Linked DNA regions of Hordeum vulgare: region 2 is linked to region 1. Evidence: chromatin contacts called from public Hi-C data. All regions are on one chromosome and are shown on one strand. The core of a region is the stretch at or near the end of the contact, and the rest is flanking DNA. Distances in the headings are between cores, read along the strand shown. Region 1 has its middle 220 kb from the start of LOC123409135. Region 2 has its middle 88 kb from the start of LOC123429675.

Evidence for each region. A called contact is a pair of places that touch in the nucleus more often than the background predicts.
Region 2: a Hi-C map of seedling shows a contact between it and region 1, with 3 times the contacts expected there. The contact joins two enhancer-like sites. A contact is called at or near these places in 3 of 6 Hi-C or Micro-C datasets (leaf and seedling).

What each region holds. Positions count from the first base shown.
Region 1 is chr1H:239,602,656-239,607,015 of MorexV3_pseudomolecules_assembly, forward strand. No RefSeq gene overlaps it. Among protein-coding and RNA genes, the nearest start is that of LOC123409135, 220 kb to the left of the region's middle. Within about 2 kb of position 2,271, at least 3 of the 3 cell types and tissues checked have open chromatin away from gene starts, as enhancers often do. A contact at or near this core is called in leaf and seedling, where this site is marked.
Region 2 is chr1H:240,018,790-240,023,085 of MorexV3_pseudomolecules_assembly, forward strand. No RefSeq gene overlaps it. Among protein-coding and RNA genes, the nearest start is that of LOC123429675, 88 kb to the right of the region's middle. Within about 2 kb of position 1,487, at least 3 of the 3 cell types and tissues checked have open chromatin away from gene starts, as enhancers often do. A contact at or near this core is called in leaf and seedling, where this site is marked.

The DNA of each region.
Region 1 (4,360 bases), core at 1,021-3,520:
ACCCAGATACCTATCTGAGACTGCTTCATTATCAATATTCAGAAGAAGGCAAGAATCTGTTCTTGTATAACATCAGTATTTTGGCTAAAAAATGCTACTCTCTCTGTACCTAAACACTTGTAGTTGGGGTGAACTAGTCTAGTTCTCCTGAGCTGCAAGTATTTAGTAATGGAGGGAGTAGATTACACCATTAAAAAGAACTAGTCTAGTTCTCCTCAACTACAAGTATTAGGAATGGAGGGAGTAGATTTCACGATACAAACCAAGTGGCAAGAAGCATGGTTAACCTTGGCAAAAGCTGAACATGGAAAGAATTTGTCATGCTTTATAAAGAAAAATCGCATCCTCACAACAACAACTTTTCATAAAATATATTCAATTTTGAATGTTAAAATAATCAGGTGTTCGATTTATAGTGAAATTATTTTAGAAAAAAAGAAACTTAAACCTTTTTTCAGGTAAAAGGAAGTTAAACCTTTGGCGTTGCATTATTGTGATGCACATAACTATACTTGGTAATTATTAAGTAGAGTGTCAAACAAAGCCGATCACAATAAAACATTACAAGATAGGAAATAAACACCTATGTAGTGGCCCACACTATCTTTAATCGACGAGGATGTCTTGGCGAACGCGATGCACTGCGAGACTACACATAATATTGACTCCACACTAGGTATTTATTCTGTTAAATCTTTTCTTTCCCTTTTCAGATTTGCATATTTCTTCTACTTAAAAGAATCTTGTAGTTTCTATGGAAAGAATGATGGCAACGTGAGTTTCATGGTTGGACTCCTCAAACATACGAAGATACACCGTTTAATGTTTCTCCTAAATGAAAGTGGGGTTCTTTGACATCTTGGTCTAGTCGTTGAATACAAACGAAGGACCCGAGTTGCAGCTATGACGAACTTTAATCAAATCCAAATCTAAAAGGTGCCATAAGAGTTGTATTTACAGAGGAAAGGGAGGAAATTTCGTTCACCCTTGGCAAGGTGAGACTAAAACACCTCCTAAGTCGTTGAGGCAATATTTTCAAATTGAATGGGTCTAGCTCAAAATAAAGTGACTCAACACATATAATAAGCTATCGACGAAATTTATGAAGGGGTATATTGTATATTTTGCCAATGGCCTTGTGTGTTATTATGTGGCTTGAAAGTCCTGAAAATTCTCTCTTTGTGCGTGCTTTTATCTTCACGCTTGGTCCTGCTCCAGTGTTCATCCTCCTTGTCCATGCTAAGCCCTTCATTAGTAACCAACACACATGTATCTATTTTAGGCAACATCATATTCTCATGAACATTAGGATCATTTCCAAAAAATGAAAATATCTGATAATTTAATTGACGTGACCGAGCTCTTGTAATTGGTTCTGTATGTATATTAGGAGCGGTTGTGGATGTAACTATGATATTGATGTCCTCATTATGGGTGTTGTCCGAACGCGGTAAAACTTTTACATTTATCTCTCGTTTACGAGAAAATGCACGTCCGTACCGTTCGAAAAACTGATATAGATCCGCGTTGGATGACATTTGCGATTTGAACCGTGAGGTCCGAACGTATGGTTTGAGAGTCGGCGTGGGAGATGTTCTGCCCAAACATCTTCTTAATCTTAAACAAGTTTGGCAACATTGTATTGTAAAGTTTGTCATTGTTAGACCTAGAAACAAATGACACGTAAATTGACAATAGAATGACTCCTTCCCACGTAGCTGGATCATACGAACCGTGGAAACTCCCGTGAAAAGAAGCAGGTGGGACATGACTCCACGCAACAAAAGACGCCCCATTTTTACTCCTTTGTTTCCCGTCCTGTGGTGAGTTCCCTCTGCCAAAATCCTCTCCTTTTCCGGCTTTCCCTTTAGCCCTTTTCCTTTACCCGTACGTACGGCGCACCCCATTGCTCATCCTCATGATGATGAAAGCATGGGGATCCCCTACACTGACTAGGGAATCTACGAAAAGGACACGAGGGAAGCAGACAACACAACTTCCCTTGGACTGTTGCTGCTCGTGCGTGCAATGGGGCAGTGGTACACGGGACTTTTATCACATGCGTGGCCTTCTTTAGTTGTTGCCACTTCAAGGAAACCTCCTCTGCCCTGCCCGCGTGAGGTGGGGTTGCATGGAGACAAGCAGTATCAGCCTTTCCATTATTCCTTCCTCCTTTTCTTTCCGGTGCTCTCCCCTGCGCCCGCCTATGTGCCCGTGCCCGTGCCGTGGCATTCTCCTCTGAGCCATCCCTTTCTCCCGCCCTTGGTGCCACTCTGCCTGCAGGGTTTGGTGGTCAGTGCTTTCGATTGCAAGCCATCATATTCATCACCACCCGCTAGCTGCAGGTGGTTTGGATTCGCATGATCGCATCGCCATCACCTGCAGTCTTTGCGCATGCAACGTAGGCCTGTCTTATCTCACAAACAGCGGGTCAACTATAATGCCAGTACTACTTGCTATACTTGCTACACCAGCATTTCCTACGTATCATTGTTTGATTGGATGTGTTTTGGCCGCGCGCTTTGCCATACCATTCTTCTTTTATGGGTTAGAAACTTTAATTGTGTTCAGGTTAGTGCTTTTCTTTGCGGTGGTGTCGTCCTCATTTTGTTGGAGGAATGTGAGGAGAAGACATCGTTAGTTACACATGACATTAGGAGAAATTCACACGCGTACTAACCGCAGAGGAGTTAACCACTCATTAAGCAGCGAACATAAACCTATGGACGTTTAGATCATTTACACCCGGACCTTTCAAACCATATTCAAACGTCCGGGCATTGTCCGGCCAGATGGACCTTTGAAATCAGCCTCAAACATCCGGTCTAACCGGCATCCTCATTTTCAGTTCAAATATGATGCGGATATGGGGGCCGGGACGTGCCCGGGCACGCCCGCTTGGCCCGTATTGACCCGCATCTACCCAACATATATTCGTCCCCATCCGTCCGCCGGACCAAACCCTAGCCACTTTACTCCATTTCCCTTCACTCTCATTCGCCACTCAAGGTCACCTCTCACATGGTTGGCAGCAGATCTGAGTCCTTCACCTCCAAATCTGTCGACCACGAGCTCATCCCACGCGGTTCCAAGGAGGCGATGACCATCCGGCTTGCGCTCCGCCGCTCCCGGGAGGCGGCTGCACAACGGCAACGCTCAGTCTCACAATGTCGGGAATCCATTGCATCCGCGCAACCGATGGTTGGATCCGGCGTTGCTGCCTCACCGGAGGCGGTGCTATCCGTCTCGCGTCCGAACGCCGTGGCGGAAGTGCAACCCCTTCGTTCACGCGCTGAGCACGAAGCATGGTCGATCTCGGATGATGTCATGGTGCGGCGTGCCCGCCGGGCGAGGTAGCGGACACGGGATACGTCAAAGGCCCTCGCGAAGGCGGATGTTGGAGAGGTGGAGTCACACTCTTCGGCGCCCCGTAGGATGCAACACTGCGGTCGACGCAACCGCGTCGTGGTGGACATCGGCTCCTCCCACGAAGGATCCGTCATCGACCTCACATCAACTAGCACCGTCCGGGTTACGGGCTCCGACGAGGAAGAGTAGGGCACGGGAGACGACGGGAGCTCGACTCCCGTGAACCAACTAGTGTCACATGTCCTATCCTACCTCGTCGGTGACCGGAACGACACTATGAGGGACGCAGTCAGGCACCGGACATGGGCACGACGAAGCCGGACGAGCTCCGCTTAGTATTAGGTTTATGTTGCAAGTAATAATATGGATTCAAGGTTTCTAAGTTGAGATATTCGGATGTAGACTGCATTATTTAAGACATGATCGGTCACAGTCTGCGGACGCGCCCGGCACGTCCGTGGACGTTTGAGGGATCGGATTTGAGGGGTCCGGCTATAGATGCTCTCAGTGTGTCCGAAAGCACCGTTACCCGCTATCTTTATCGAGACGACAAATTAGCATAAGTTGGGCACTTTTTTTATTTCTTTTCGTTTGTGTTAGAGAGAGAGAGAGAGGGGGGGGGATTGGTTTGTTTCATGTTGGATGAGTAATCGTTCTTGATATTCGTGTGAAGTTTACCCTTTTTTTGAGGGAAAGGTTTAGGTTGACATCTATCAAATGATAGGTGAAGTGTGTGACACAAGGCACACGTTGGAGGTAACTGATCCAACTCATCTAGGCCACATGCAACAGCATAGGCCCATGCTCCTTCAAAACTCATGTTCATGAGGAGGCTCCCCTTCTAAAGGAGCTTAGTGTTTTAGGAGACATCTTTACCAAGGGTTTCACGGTGACACTTTACTTGTTTAGGAATTAACATATTGTAGAAAAAAGGAATACAAAATCCTCAGTTGTACTCTATTTGTTTGTCCACCTTATTGCGTCTTTAGTA
Region 2 (4,296 bases), core at 237-2,736, 420 kb after region 1:
AGTAGAGGCGTGGTGGTCGACGGCGGCGGTGGGCGACGCCCGTGAGGAGCGGCCACATCGCGCGACGCCGCCGGGTCGGTGTAGAGGTTGGATCGCGTCGACGTTGAAGTAGAGGCGCGGTGGTCGACGGCGGCGGCGGGCGACGCAAACCAATCTTAAATCGAAAAACCAAAAAGGAAAAACGCCGATCAAGAGACCGGCAAACGAGAGAAACCTGAATCAAGAGATCGAAAAAAAGACTCTCTAGGGCAGTTGGTCAGCAAGACTAGCGAACGAATCCTAGGTACGGACGGCGCGGCCCTCGACGGCGATCGTGGAGGCCGACTACCCCGAGGGCGGCGGGCGGTGCGGAAGCGGCGCCGACGGTGGCTAGGTCAAGGAACTTGCGGCAGATACCATGTTGAAGGGAATAGAAGGATTGATAAAATAATTATTGTATTATTTGACCCTCATGAACACACACACACATATCTTTACCTAATAATAAAGAGGCTATCGCTTCCGTCGGAAAACCCATCGAGGTGATTTTACAACAAAGCCCTTACTGTTTATGACATTAAACTTGTAGTATATAATAAATGTTTTTTAAAATACTCATATCTTTTAATAAACCGTAACTCCAAATTTAACATATTATATATGGAATTTGATTAGAAAAATATGTAGAATTTAAATATGATATTATTTTATCTGTTAAACGTTTAATAAAAATACTATCTAGGATGCAATCTTAATAAATAAGTCATTATTCGTCTTTCTTTCATACGGGTACTCATCTAGGTTGGGGATGAACAAGTCAACAAAATCAGGATTAGAGATGAAACTGAAGGTCATTTGACTGATTCTTTGTACGTATTAAATCTACATGCAAGCCGTGTTAAAATAGAAGACCTGTGAAATTTTAAACTGCATTTTTGTAGAATAAGACCATCTTTATTTGTGTCGTAACTACAAATTCTCAGATTATAGACCATTTTTTATAAAATAAGAGCGTGTGGTATTTATTTTTCCCGTTGCAACGCATGGGCCCTTTTGCTAGTATATATATATATATATATATATATATATATATATATATATATATATATATATATATATATATATATATATATATATATATATATAAAAGCAAAATGATCAACTTGAAATAGAAGACAAGATAGAACAAATCCTAAAATATCTTATATTTCCTAATAATCAATATATACTCAATAAAAAGAGGAGGAAAAATTTCGTCGGTGAGATGGCTGGGCTAGGAGACACCAGGCTGGGAGATATTGACGACGAGGGTGGAAACAAGGGCAACGCTGGCGCGTGGAAAGCCCTCCCGAGAAACCAACAAGAACAAAGCCGTGGCCGTGCAGGCAACGAAGGGACACCAGCCAGGATCGACACGGCCAGTGCGCTTCGTGCGGCGTCGCACTCAGCGCGGCCCCGTCCTCAACGGAGACGCGCGCTCGCGTCGTTGCAGTCCGCGCGGCGGTCGCGAAGTTTCTCTAGGTTGGCAGTGCCGCTGCGCTGTCGCACCGGCCGGGTTACACCACTAGTGATCGGAGGGCATCGGGCGGACCGCAACAGCGAAAAGGATCAACACTAGGCCGGTACTTTTTTTTTTGAACAAACACACTAGGACGGGACTCGATAACACATGTGGAGGTGGAAGCGGCCAGGCGTTCGTGTAGCGTGAGGTGCACGGGCTGGTCTTGGAGATGGGTCTAGGAGGTGACGTTGGTGGTGGGAACGTGAAAATGTGGTTTGGGTCTTCTGCGAGGAGAACGACAAGCCCCCTCACGTTCCGCACAAAGGACCAAGCATTGGCGTTATCTTCAAATCCACTGCTGCACCCGATAGGAATTGTCACTGGGCGTTCATGTCATCGTGTAGTAGTATTTATTTATTTATATATCTGCCTCGTTGCTTCATCACAAAGCTAGCAATAACTTCTTGCCACGTCTTCTTTCCTACGAGTACATTCCAATTTCTTTTATTTTTTTTGCGGGGAAGTACATTCGAAATTCAAAGATAACGGAGGGTGTGAAACATCACTTGAAGATATTATAGTATATGGTTATTCTCAGCAGCTTATTTAATTGAAGTGTATATTTTTTTCACTTGCATCTTTGTGTCCTTGTGGTGAACGTGTACGTCACGTTATCCAATCAAATATCTGAACCACACGCAGTATATATTTTACAGTTTTCTCCCAAAACCGGGGACTGTATAGGACGAAATGGCCCATCACAATCTGTCTCTTGCGATTTAATTAGTCTGACTTTCTCGCGGTCCGGCTGTCCATGTACATTGTACGCTGTTTATCTGAATTTTCCGTGAGCCCGTGTCATCAACGAAAGGGACGTAACCGGAAATTTAGCTTCAACTTGCAAGTTCATTGCATTAATTTCAATACAGAAGAAAAACGTTGGCTAGTTGCGTAAGCACGAACGCTAATGTACGCACATCCTGCCGGAGCGTTTTAAGAGACTGAATTGAAACGGGAGTCGTGCCATGAATCAGTGCACATATTTACATACACAATCGCGGTATTATGATTCTGTTGTGGCGCGCCAGTGACGGATGATGGATGAAAAACAAGGGAACTAGATAAAAAATCTGCAAGCCAAGAATATGGCGACCTCCTTTTATTTATTTATTTATTATGGATAATCTGCAGACAGGTTGGAGTGCAGAGACGTATGGTCTGGATTATCTTTGTGAAAAGAGAAACGTCTGGACATGGAAAAGAAACGATCATGCGCAGGAGAAAGCAGGAAACCAAAAATTCCAATCCAATCCAACAAGCGGCGCTGCGTTTCGTCGGCCTGGACCCGATCCCATCCGTGCGTCCTTTTCCGTGGATTTTGACAGGTCCGAGGCGCCACCGCCAAGCTTCCCCAAGTACCGCGCCTGAGTGAGTGCGTCACCACAGGGCCGCTTGGTGTTGGGCGTGCTGGACTGCCCGTTAGCCCGTTCGGAGCGATCAATTTGCCGCCGCCGTTGGTCTCTCTCTCTGACCGGTCTGCAGACGCCGGCTGCTGGCTGCCTCTCTCTTGCCACGAAGCGTCGTACGTATGCTAAAACCTAACTGGAGATGGAGTGACTGGGTATTCGGGTGTGTGTGTGGAGTTTGACGTGTGATGCAGACGTGGCATCACATGGCCATGCGAAGGCCATGCACCCATGCTCGCTTGTTCTGGCCTTCCTCGTGGTTTTGCCAACACATCTGCAATGGACGACGGATGTCTGGCTTTTCTTCTATTCATCGTCATGGGCCATGCATGGACGACGGATGTCTCGCTTTTTTTCTAGCTTCATCTTCATGGACCATGCATGGCCACCACGTGACGAGATACAGCCGTGCAACTGCGGCGAACTGCCCGAGACGGAATAAACACGGTTACAGTAAAACTTCCTTTTGTTTTTCTTCAGCAATAAAACATTTCCTTTTGGAACCAATCGCAGCAAGCATGGAGAGAGAGAGGGCGCACTCGTGGAGCAAGAGGCTAATTTTCTCCGTTTCTTTCAGGCTATTTCTGGGTTTTCAGATTTTTTTCTCAGTATTTTTTTGCTTTTTTCCTGGGTTTGGGGATTTCGATCAACAGAAGCAATTTTTTAAGCACAGTACACTCAAATGTTCATATATACGTGTATATACTTATTCTGTATTATATGTATACCTTATCTTTATGAACATGTCCAAAAAATTAAGACAACATATTATCTTAAGATTTATGAAGTTATCATTGACACCTCATCATCGATGAAAACGTTTTCTTACACTGAAAGTGCATTGTTTAGAAATCTAGAAATAAATCAAAAATAATACGAACAACGGGACTTAAACTATAATAGATTAAAAATACTATTGTTTCTCTAACCATCTACAGACATGTTTTTAGGTGAAACACACGCATGTGAAAAACATAAATTTGTTTACTTGGAAAACACAGTTGTGCAATACCCCATCGAATAGTGAGAGCACCAGTTTTAATAAGAAGCACATATTACTACAATTTGAAAGCTCATGCTAGTTCATTTTAGGAGCATAAGTTTTGAAAAGAATTCATTGAAACGATCTATATTTTTACCCCTCATCTTTTAGTTCTTTCCATTCGACCAAATCACTCTTTATAATAGTTCAATTTAAGTTTGCTAATTGTTCTCTAACAACACCTGTTTTAGCTAAAGAGGTGTTTGGTTGACAGGATTAGATTAAGAATAGATGCATTTGATGAAGAGAAAAAATAAATTTTTAATGAACCTTACGAGAACTATTTTCAATTAACACCTCTTGGCTAA